Regions from separate parts of the Zea mays genome. Here all the other regions are linked to region 2. The links are chromatin contacts, called in public Hi-C maps. All regions are on one chromosome and are shown on one strand. The core of a region is the stretch at or near the end of the contact, and the rest is flanking DNA. Distances in the headings are between cores, read along the strand shown. Region 1 holds the start of LOC100284705 (metal ion binding protein). Region 2 holds the start of LOC103631726 (RING-H2 finger protein ATL1). Region 3 holds the start of LOC100501489.

What was found. A called contact is a pair of places that touch in the nucleus more often than the background predicts.
Region 1: a contact with region 2 is called in a Hi-C map of tassel, with 2.3 times the contacts expected there. The contact joins the promoter of LOC100284705 here to the promoter of LOC103631726 in region 2. A contact is called at or near these places in 2 of 25 Hi-C or Micro-C datasets (leaf and tassel).
Region 3: a Hi-C map of tassel shows a contact between it and region 2, with 2.6 times the contacts expected there. The contact joins the promoter of LOC100501489 here to the promoter of LOC103631726 in region 2. A contact is called at or near these places in 2 of 25 Hi-C or Micro-C datasets (endosperm and tassel).

Annotation. Positions count from the first base shown.
Region 1 is chr1:11,560,735-11,564,314 of Zm-B73-REFERENCE-NAM-5.0, reverse strand. It overlaps LOC100284705 (metal ion binding protein), which reads left to right and starts at 2,020. Exons shown (of 4, transcript NM_001157600.2): 1 at 2,020-2,251; 2 at 2,330-2,628; 3 at 2,734-2,815; 4 at 2,963-3,580. The coding sequence starts at 2,122. The coding sequence ends at 3,570.
Region 2 is chr1:11,064,017-11,067,477 of Zm-B73-REFERENCE-NAM-5.0, reverse strand. LOC103631726 (RING-H2 finger protein ATL1) reads left to right here and starts at 1,693. Exons shown (of 1, transcript XM_008652875.3): 1 at 1,693-3,432. The coding sequence starts at 2,079. The coding sequence ends at 2,987.
Region 3 is chr1:11,477,292-11,480,656 of Zm-B73-REFERENCE-NAM-5.0, reverse strand. LOC100501489 reads right to left here and starts at 1,311. Exons shown (of 12, transcript NM_001361332.1): 1 at 974-1,311; 2 at 643-858; 3 at 1-558. The coding sequence starts at 1,213.

The DNA of each region.
Region 1 (3,580 bases), core at 771-3,270, 500 kb before region 2:
GTGTATCCTAACACAAGGATACAACAGAACAAGTTAAAAGCCCCATTGGTCCCCTTTGAAACTCTCTCTCCCCTCATTTGCTCACTTTGACTCAAAATTTCTGGCTCTTCTCCTCCAAGACTGAAACAAAACCACAAGAACAACAAGAACCCTAGGGTTTCTTCAGTTCTCCCATTGATCATTAGAGCATATCAAGGTCGACATTCATTCACTGATTCCTGGAGCTTGCTCTTAGATGGCGTGTGACTTTCTCCTCGAGCTATAAGATTATTGTAGCCTTGGATTGTTGTAAGTTACCCTTATTTATAGTCCTCGCAAGAGCTTTTGGCTTGACATTGAGGAAGGGTGCATGGTCCTTGGACTTTGTGGCTCTCCTCAACAACGTGGAGGTAGACAAGCCTTTTGGCAAGCTGAACCATATGATAAATGTTGTGTCTAAGTGTTCTTTGATTATTTGAGTTGTTATGGTTTAAGTGGCTTGCATTTGAATACCTCTCTACCCTATTATGTTTGATTACCGCGCATTGCTCATTTCAGTCTCATATTCTAGATAGAAGTAAGAAATCATATATATCAGATTATGTGAAGTTTGAGTGCGTTTGGTTCATTTATCGTTGTCTAACAGTGTCGAACTTTTGCACGGTAGTGCCGGGCTAGGAGCGGCACTACCTCTTTGGATTTTGATAGTTTCTCGAGCTGGAAATTTACAGATAGCCTATTCACCCCCTCTAGACGTACCAGATCCTTACACTTGAGCCGAAGATAGTAGTGCTACTATATAAAAGAGGCACACATTTTGATTTGCATCTGTTTGCACCGACAGAGGTACATAAGGCATGTTTGATTCTATAACTAAAGGGTTGTTTGGTTCTATACCTAGGTGCCAAAATTTGACATAAAATTTCAAGTCATACTTTCCTAAGGTTAGACACTCAAATTTTGCGCCACAATTTGTCACGTCTAAGGGAATCATGCCACACTTTTACAAGTCATTGACGAGTGAGACCTATATAGCAGGAGAAAATTCTTGCCGCGATTGCCAAACGCATGCCTAACTCGATCAAACTTGTTTAACCTTAAGCGTGGCAAACTGTGGCAATTGAGGCAGCAAACCAAACATCCCCTAAGATGCCAAAATCGCTACACATTTTTGTGCCACACTTGCATAAGGTGTCTAAAGTTAGGCGCTTAAATTCACCACAATTTGTCACGCCTAAGAGAATCTTGGACAATAATACAAGTCATTGACGAGCGAGATTTACGTAGGAGGAGAAAAATCTTACCATAACTGTGAATCTAAACTAAACATATGTCTAACTTAATCGAATTTGTCTAACTGGACAAACTGACAATTAAGGCTGAAAAAACAAACGGCCCTACGCTCTGTTGTGAAAACGGAAATGTACCGGAAGCGAAGACACTCCACCGCCATCGATCCCTGTAGCATGTGCCACCGTGTGTGAGGCGTGTCACTTGAACAGACAGTGCAGATTAAAAATTTGACCAACACGAGCTCTACTCCGTGCCCGTGGTGCCAAATACAGTAAAACCGTCTGAAGAAACTGCTGCTGTGCCGGCGCCGTGGTAGTACTAGCAGCCTGCAGTCCAGAAGGTACCAGAAGAGTAGGATTTGTACGTACAGCACACTAGCAGAACCCCCCAAAAAAATCTGCGCGGTGACGCCACACCTGACCGTAACGGGCACTCATCCATACGCATTCTCAACAGGCGGTCCACCTCCTCCACCACCAGCCGCCACCAGACATCAGCAGCCTGCCAGAAACATAATACCGCCTTCTCCAAGGTTGCAACCCCCGGGCCGGGGCAGGCGGGCAGGGTGTCAGTGTCACTATGTCCGACGCGGATACGGATCAGCACCGGCTGCCCTCCGCGGGCCCACCTCCCTCCCTCCCTCCCTTTTCCTTCATTCTCCTTCTCCACGCGCGGGGCGCCCCTCCTCCTATTTATGGCGGCCCGCGCCAGCGGCTTCTGGTTCCTCACCTCCTGGTCAGACCAAGCGGCACGCACAAGCGCACAGCCACGGTGAGCAGAGAAGAAACGCATCCACAGAAGGGACAAACGTCCGGAGCGGATTCCACATTCCAGTCTCGGTCTCGGTCCATGGGCGCGGGAAAGGGAGGAGACGGCGGCGAGGCGGCGCCCGAGGCCGCGCAGCCCGTCGTGCTGAAGATGAAACTGCATTGCGCCGGCTGCGCGCACAAGGTCAAGAAGGCCATCAAGCGCGTTCCCGGTACGTGCTGTCGCGGTGTGGTTCTGTGTAATAATTCCCTTTGCTTCTCCCTTCGTCTGATTCGCCGGTTCTTCGCAGGTGTGGACTCCATCGTCACAGACGTCGCGGCGAACACGGTCGTCGTGGTGGGGACGGCCGACGCGGGCGCGCTCAAGGCGCGGCTCGAGGCCAAGACCAACAAGCCCGTGGAGATCGTCTCCGCCGGCGGCGCCCCCAAGAAGCCTCCCGCCGCGGAGCCCAAGCAGGACGCCGGCGCCGGCGTCGGTGAGAAGAAGGGGGTCAAAAGCGCGAGCCCCAACGAGGAGGAGAAAGAGAAGGGGAAGAAGCAACAGGCGGAGGAGAAAGAGAGAGAGAAAGAGAAGGGGAAGAAGCAGCAGGTCGGTACGCGGCAGGCAATGCCGCCCACGCAACCCAACTACTCTTCTGACCCGCAGCAGCAGCAACAACTAAAAAACGCCTCCTCTGCTTTTGGTTCTCCACAGGTGGAGTCGGTGCTGCTCAAGATCCGCCTGCACTGCGACGGCTGCGCCGACCGCATCAGGCGACGCATCGGCAAGATCAAAGGTGAGCGGAAATTCTGTTGGGTCGTTGTGTGTCCCTCTCACATGTACAAGAACTCGCACCCTGTTTTTTTTCTTTCTTTTCCGTTAATTCCGCTGCGCTGCGCGGCTTCAGAACTGACGATTTTGGGTTTGGTGTTGGTCGGTGCAGGCGTCAAGGATGTGGTGCTGGAGGCCAATGCCAAGGACGAGGTGGAGGTCACGGGCACCATGGACATACCGAACATGGTCTCCTACCTCAAGGAGAAGCTCAACCGCGACGTGGAGGCCGTGGCGCTGCCCGTAAGGAAAGAGGGCGGCGGCAGCGAGGGCGAGGGTGAGGGCAAGGACGACAAGAAGCACAGCGGCGGCGGCGGCGGCAAGGACAAGGTCGCCGCCGGGGCAGCCGGCGACGACAGGATGGACAAGGGCAAAGGGATCGAGGCGTCGGCGGCGGGTCCGTCAACGGCGGCCGCCGCAGCGTACATGTCTGCGCCGGCGGGGGCGAGCACGTACCACGTGGCTCCGCCGCACGGGTACGTTGCGTATGAGCAGGCCCCGCCTCCCGCTAGCTACTATCCCTACCCGTACTACGGCTACGGCAGTGGCGATGGCATGGGCCACGCCAACCCCTCCTACTACCAGCCGCAGCCGCAGCCGCAGCCCGACGGGAACCAGCAGCCGCAGGTGGCGTACCCGCCATACCCGTACCAATTCGACATGGCGCCGGCGCCGCAGCTCTTCAGCGACGAGAACCCCAACGCTTGCTCCGTGATGTGACGCCGCCGCC
Region 2 (3,461 bases), core at 444-2,943:
TATATAATAACCGATACTAAAAGTCTCTGGTAATTTATGAACCGGTACTAAAGGTTTTAGAACCGTCTCGTGTATTGAATCTATACATCATATTAGTACCGGTTAGAGACAACAACTGATAATAATATCTTTTGTATGGATCTCCACATTTAAAATAGACACTGAAGTAGTGTCAATACCAGTTTTAAATCAATCGGAACAAAAGTTGTTGAACTGAAACCTGTTCTCCAGTGGTGGTACCCTCACTACTCACGAGTAGAGGTAGTAATGGATCACGATTCAAACGTTTCTTCACAATAAATTAGGGCTCTTAATTAATTTCAGTTCAAAAATAAATTAGTCTGATTCTAATTTAATTCGATCCTTAAATTTTATAGTATAAAATCTATAGCCCGTTATCACCCCTACTCATGAGTCACGATGTCTCCACCAATTGAGCATTACCCAACTGGTCAGATTCTCATTGTGGAATTTGTCTATTTTGGTTCAAGTTGCCGACTTAACGTGTGTGCTCGTATTTTTGATGATTGATTCTAGGATATACTATTTTTTAGTGATAGACAACGTAATAGTCCATTTTGCTTCTTGTTGTCGACTTAACGTGTGCTCATATGTATTCTCCATAAGTATTCTAGGCTGCACCTTTTTTTCAAAAATAGGCAACCTAACCATCGTCAATAAGACATCTGTGTTGATTCATTAGTCTGAAAATCCACGTCCAAACATGCTTGTCACACAACAAGTTCAGGTCGCTGTAGTTTGGATTCTGCGGCATGAGTATGCTGTTTGGTTGCCACGCATGCCCAGCCCTCCAAGAAGACAATGTAGTGTGTAAATGAATATGAATACAAACCCATCATCTCAAGTGTGACGCGTGAATAATACATCTGCGCAGGAGCGGGATGTACCTCTGAAATTTACTTCTGCTCAAGCACCAATTAACACGGTCTGTTACTCCTACTATATGAATCCACATCGGAAAAGTAGAACTTAGAAAAGAAAAGGAAAGTACAAAAGAGAAAGAAAGATCTGCTGCTCAGTTTTGGGCCTGAAAGCAACTATCCACGTAGCCTGAATGGCAAACCAGGCTTCACTGGATGGTATGCTGAAGCCCCAGAAAAGGGCCCATTTAAATGCCTCAAAAGGGCCCAGATTAGAGTCCCTGTTGTTGTTTTTTTTTTAATGAGAGGAAGCTTTCTTTATGTTTCTTAACAGTTTTACTATGGTGACCTCACCAATCTCGTCCTGAGGATTTGCCGCTGCAGTTTTTTAAGGTGGTCAATCTCGTCTCGATAAATTGTTAGCACAGCAGCTAGCGCCCCAGCCATCGAAGGTGCTTATTATAGAAGTAGGGTTTACGTTCATGCATTTGTAGAGGTAAATATGCGTGTATTATGAGCGTCTGTATTATATAGAGTAATGTCACAAAAAAATTTACTAAGAATATCATTAAGCAGGTGCACGTTCTTTTCAACGAGTTACTTATGAAATGGAATCAGTTTGGACGGCCTGTGACGTGGTTACGCCATCTTAACACCGGATTTTCTAACGCGTGCGTGTGATGGATCAGTTTGGACGGCTGGCTGTTCCTTACCGGAGCAGCGCACTGGGCACGAGGGTGGAGCGGAAGAGTTGACCTGGGCGAGGCAGCTAAGCAACTAGGGAAGGGGAAGCCATAGCCATGCATCCTCCCACCGGGTATAGAGACAGGGACAGGGGCCAGCCCGCGCGTCCGCTCTGCAGCTGAACCGTCGCAGTCGCCGTCGCCCGCTGCGGTTTCCACGCCACTCGCGCGCACGTATAAAACCGTTTCAAACTTCGCCCCACCGCTTCCTCGGCCTCGGCCTCGCGTACCGACAGGCACTCATCTCTTTCGCGAGTTGGCCTGGCCTGCCGCAGTTTTCTATTAACCGACCCGGCCGCGCGCACTAGCTGCTGCGAGACGGCGCTCCCGCTCGCTCGCTTGGATAACCTATTTCTTGCTCGTGCCGGTCGGTTAGCCGCCCGAGAGAGGAGGCTGATCTGTCCTCGCGAAGGCATTGACTTCGCCTGCCCCAGTCGCGCGCGCGTGCCTGGCGATGGACGCGGCGGCAGGCGCGCCAATACCAGCGCCGTCGGACGCGGGGCAGGGCACGGCGGCGGCGTTCCCGATCGCCATCGTCATCGCGATCGGGTTCATGGTCACCACGCTCATCCTCATCAGCTACTACTTCCTCGTGGTCCGCTGCTGGCTCCGCGGCGGGGGGCCCGGCGGCCTGCTCCACCGCGCGCGCCGCGAGGACGACCGCGGCGGCCTGGCGGAGCGCGTGTCCGCGGTCTTCTTCGCCGACCACGATGCCGCTGAGCTCCCGGGCGGGCTCGACCCGGACGTAGTCGCCGCGCTGCCCGTCGTCCGGTACTACCGCCGCCGGGCGAGGTCCGCGTCCGAGTGCGCCGTGTGCCTGGGCGAGTTCGCGCCCGGGGAGCGGCTCAAGCTGCTGCCCGGCTGCTCCCACGCCTTCCACATCGACTGCATCGACACCTGGCTCCACCACAACGTCAGCTGCCCGCTCTGCCGCGCCGTCGTCACCGCCGTCGGCGTGCTCGCGCGCCACGACCACGACGCCTCCTGCCGCGACCTGCTGCAGCTCGGCGGCGGCGACGCGCGGCGCGTCGTCGACGCCGCGGCGAGGGTCGGGTACGGGAGCTCCTGCAGGTTCCCGACCAAGGCCGCCCCCGCCGTCGCGCAGGAGCCCATCGCGCGCTCCTTCTCCATGGACTGCTTCGCGGGGGGGCTCGGCCGGAAGCCGCAGGAAAAGGAACCAGCTGCCGGCAGCTGCGGGGAGGCCGGCCCGAGCCTTGCCGTTGCCGCCGCCGGCGGCAGCAGCGACGTCGCTGACCGCGGCGCTGGCGAGACGAGCGGCCGGTTCCGGCGGCTCCTGTCGTCGTTCGGGCTGGGTCGGAGCTCGCGGAGCACGGTGCTGCCGATCCACCTCGACAACCCGTGACGGTGGCGGCGGCACCGGCCGGGTTCGTGTCGCTCAACGATCGATTAACCTATTCCCGCACACTGCTTGTTCGCTTCATTCATGATTATTAATTGAGCCGTGTCGTTTGCATGCAATGTACAGCTAGCCACATAGAGGAGAGGCTTTGCTTCTTTTTTTTTTTAGTTTTTTGTTTTGTTTCGCATCAACCTCGCATGTCTCTGTGCGCATTGTTGTCCTCGTGTTCGTACTCCATGGATCCGTGCTTGTTGGTGCACCAGATGTCGTCGGATGACATGTCAAGTAGCGCAACATTGTCATTGCCATGTCGTCCTCCTTCCGTGCTCCTGATCGTTGACGTACACTATCTCATCAGGCTTGTTGTGTAACATTGATTAAGCCAGGACTTTTGAAAGTAAGTGAACTGTGTAACTTTGCTATTAGTGAACTGTGTATCTTTCCTGTATAGGCGTATAGCTCTGCATGCACAATGTG
Region 3 (3,365 bases), core at 62-2,561, 410 kb before region 2:
ACGTAAAACTTGAAATAGCTTAAATACATCGGTGACAATAACAGTAGGATTTTGTAAGTTTTGAACTGGTAAAGGATCAATGATAGTGCCATTCTCTTCAGCAATCATGGATTTCGCAGATGCTTTCTCCTTCTTTCTGCTCACCCGCCTTTTGGCCTTACGTGCAGCCTCTGTTTCATCAAGAACCCTATAAATATCTGCTGTCTTCCCAGCCACCTGGCATACCACAAGACTGCCGTCCCTATTAAACCTAACATTTGCCACTCGTTCCTTGCTCTGCCGTGGAATCTCACCAAATAGCTTGAGCACATCCCACTTGCTCCAATCCTCGCCTTCCTCCACTGATTGCCGGATTCTAAACACTTGCAGCTCTGGATCAGCAGACCCAGACACTAAAAATCTCTCGCTAGGATCAACATCCATTGACCAAATCTCACTGCGGTGACCACCAACGATTTGAAGACAGTGCTGTGTTTCAAGGTCCCAAACCCTAATAAACTTGTCCTTGGAGCAGCTCATCAGCTTCTTACCAGAATCCAGAAACACCAAATCGGTGACCTGCACATTGTAATCCCCTCAATTAGCGCTACTAACCTTTGCTAACCAATCAAACAGACTCAGACATCTGAAGCCGCAATGTACCTGGTCACGGTGGCCACGCAGACGGAAGAGCCCAGCCTGCGCAACGACGTCCCAGAGGATGACATCGCAGTCCTTGCTGCCAGAAGCGAGGACGGCGCCAGAGGGGCCGAAGCGGAGGGCGGAGGCAGCGGAGCGGTGGCCGTGGAGGGTTGCCTCGCAAGCACCTGTTTCCGCGTCCCACAGCCTGATGCTCCCATCTGCGTGCCCGCTCGCAATCTATACCAAACAAAGCACCAACGCACGAAATTGAGTCAAATTCAAACGCGGGAACCAGCCTGCCAAATTCGAAGAGAGCTGAAGACAGGGAGAGCCGGAGAGGGATCAGGGGTACCGAAGAGGAGACGGCGGCGGAGTGGGAGGAAGCGATGCAGGAGACGGCGAGCGAAGGGGAGGAGGAGGAAGGTGCGAAGGAGACAGAGGGAAGACCACGCTTGATGTCCCAGGCGGCGAGGCGGTCGAGGGCGGCGGCGAGGAGGCGGCGGCCCGAGGGGTCGTAGACGACGTTGGACTCCGGCGACGCAATCACACCGAAGGTGAGGGCCGGCTCGTAGCGGAGGTAAGCCTTCACCATGGCGGGCGGCCGCCGGCGCGTGGGCTGGGTGGTTCAGGCAGCGCGCTTGTGTCTTAGGGTTTATGGCGGCGGACAGAAGGGGACCGGGGTTTTTATTTAACACTACTCTTCCTCAACGATAAACCGCTTTCCTCCATTCTTTGCAAGATCATTTGAGGTAAGCGACCCATTTGATACAGTGTCTCCTGAGGGGAGAATTTGATATATACCGCCTTTAAAACGATGATATAAATAATATCACTGGTAAAATAAGGATTCAAGACATTGGATCTTAATACTACTCATTTTTCGTATATATATCATATAAATAGGTATTAGAATAGTTATTTAAATATAATTATTATTTATTTCTAAACACTAAGGTATGTGTGTTCTGGTGGTTATCCTTAAATATTTTGAGCTGGGTGGAGTTCGAATGCTCGCGCTACACTTTTTTTCGTTGTGTGGGTGGGGTCGGGTGTTGAGCAGGTGCCACATGGCAATAGCATAGTGTCAGTGTGGCACTGTGGCAGGTGTACACATTATGTTTTTAATAAAGTAGTATAAATAAATAGATATTGAGATATTTATTAAATATAATTATTGTTTATTTATAAACACTAAGGTATATGTAGTCTGGTGGTTATCCAAAATGTTTGGAGCAAGAGGTTGTGGGTTTGAATACTCACTTTACATTTTCTTTTGCACGGTGTGGTAGCGCGGAGGGTGAAGCCATGGTATCACCAGGTATTTACATTAGGTTCTTAATAAATTAATATAGATATAGATAAACACTAAGGTATGTCTAGTTTGGTGATTATCCATAAATGTTTGGAGAAGGGGATGTAGGTTTAAGCCCCCACTTTGCACTATTTTTTATACCGTGTGTGATATCGCGAAGGGTGAATATAGATTATGATAGCTACAAATTTCTATCTTTCTCCACTCTAATTAAGTTTTAACACCAAAGTTTACGTGCTTTGACCAATTTACCTCTCACGATACAAACACGGCTGCATGCCCATATGAAGGAACACATAAAAAATGTTCTAAGCATCTGATCAATATAATATAACATAATTAGTTTACAAAACAAAATATCAAAAGTAGTAAAATGCACAATAACCATCATAATTCATTAAACGTCATCAAATAATCCGATTAAAGGTCACCACGATATTTCATATACATCTAATTTAAATATTTCTAGAAAATATTTAAATTAGATACAGGTCTAGAAAAATTTTAAATTTGACGTTTGCTATGTGATAGAAATTCATGAATTATAATTGATATTGTGCATTTTACTATATTGTACTCCTTTTGTCCCAAATGTAATTCGTTTTTAGACTAATTACATATTTATTAAGTAACATGTGAATGTAGTTTGCAAGTATATTTATATTTATTATCATTAAAATGATGGTGGACATAAAGGTGGGCTAGAAAGAACTATATTTTGGAACGAGGAGGGTAATATTTTACTAGGGAAAGGATATTAGGAGCTCAGGGATTTCTAGTAGTTACAGGAAGCCCTGGCCGTGTCCTTACCAGATGTGCATGCAGTTTCTATTTTGATGGAGGTGTGATTTCATATCCAAAAATTATGGCAACTCTAAAAATTATGGCAGATCCGAAAATTATTGTGCACACGAAAAACATGCATGCGAGACATTGTGTGGGTGCAACCCAGGTTTCATAGAATACCCCATATCCATATATCCAAATGTGCTTACTTATGGGATGTCCTCATCATTGCTTAATGTTGATCCTTTATAATGTTATATTATGAGCAATCCATGTATATGAGACTTTTTCATATCAAACCATGTCTCTTGACTATTTTGAATCATGATTTCTTTTTCAACTTTCCTGTTCAACACTTAGCAAACTGATTAGTCCTTTAAGTGTGTTGTAATCCAAATCATCAAAACCCACAAAAGAGATGGATGCACTTTCACCAGGCGCCTTGCCACTAGACGTTAGTCGTGGCTCGCCAACGCTAGTCGCTCGGCCGCTGCGCCCGAGGCTCTGGAAGCATGTGGCCTCGCCTAGCTACATCCTCGTGGCCCTGCCTAGGTGTCAACTGGCACCCGACACCTCCTTTCTATCTAAGCAGTGTAGAGGCAGAGCCCCCCTCTAGCTCTCCACCCTATAATGAACAATGATTTGG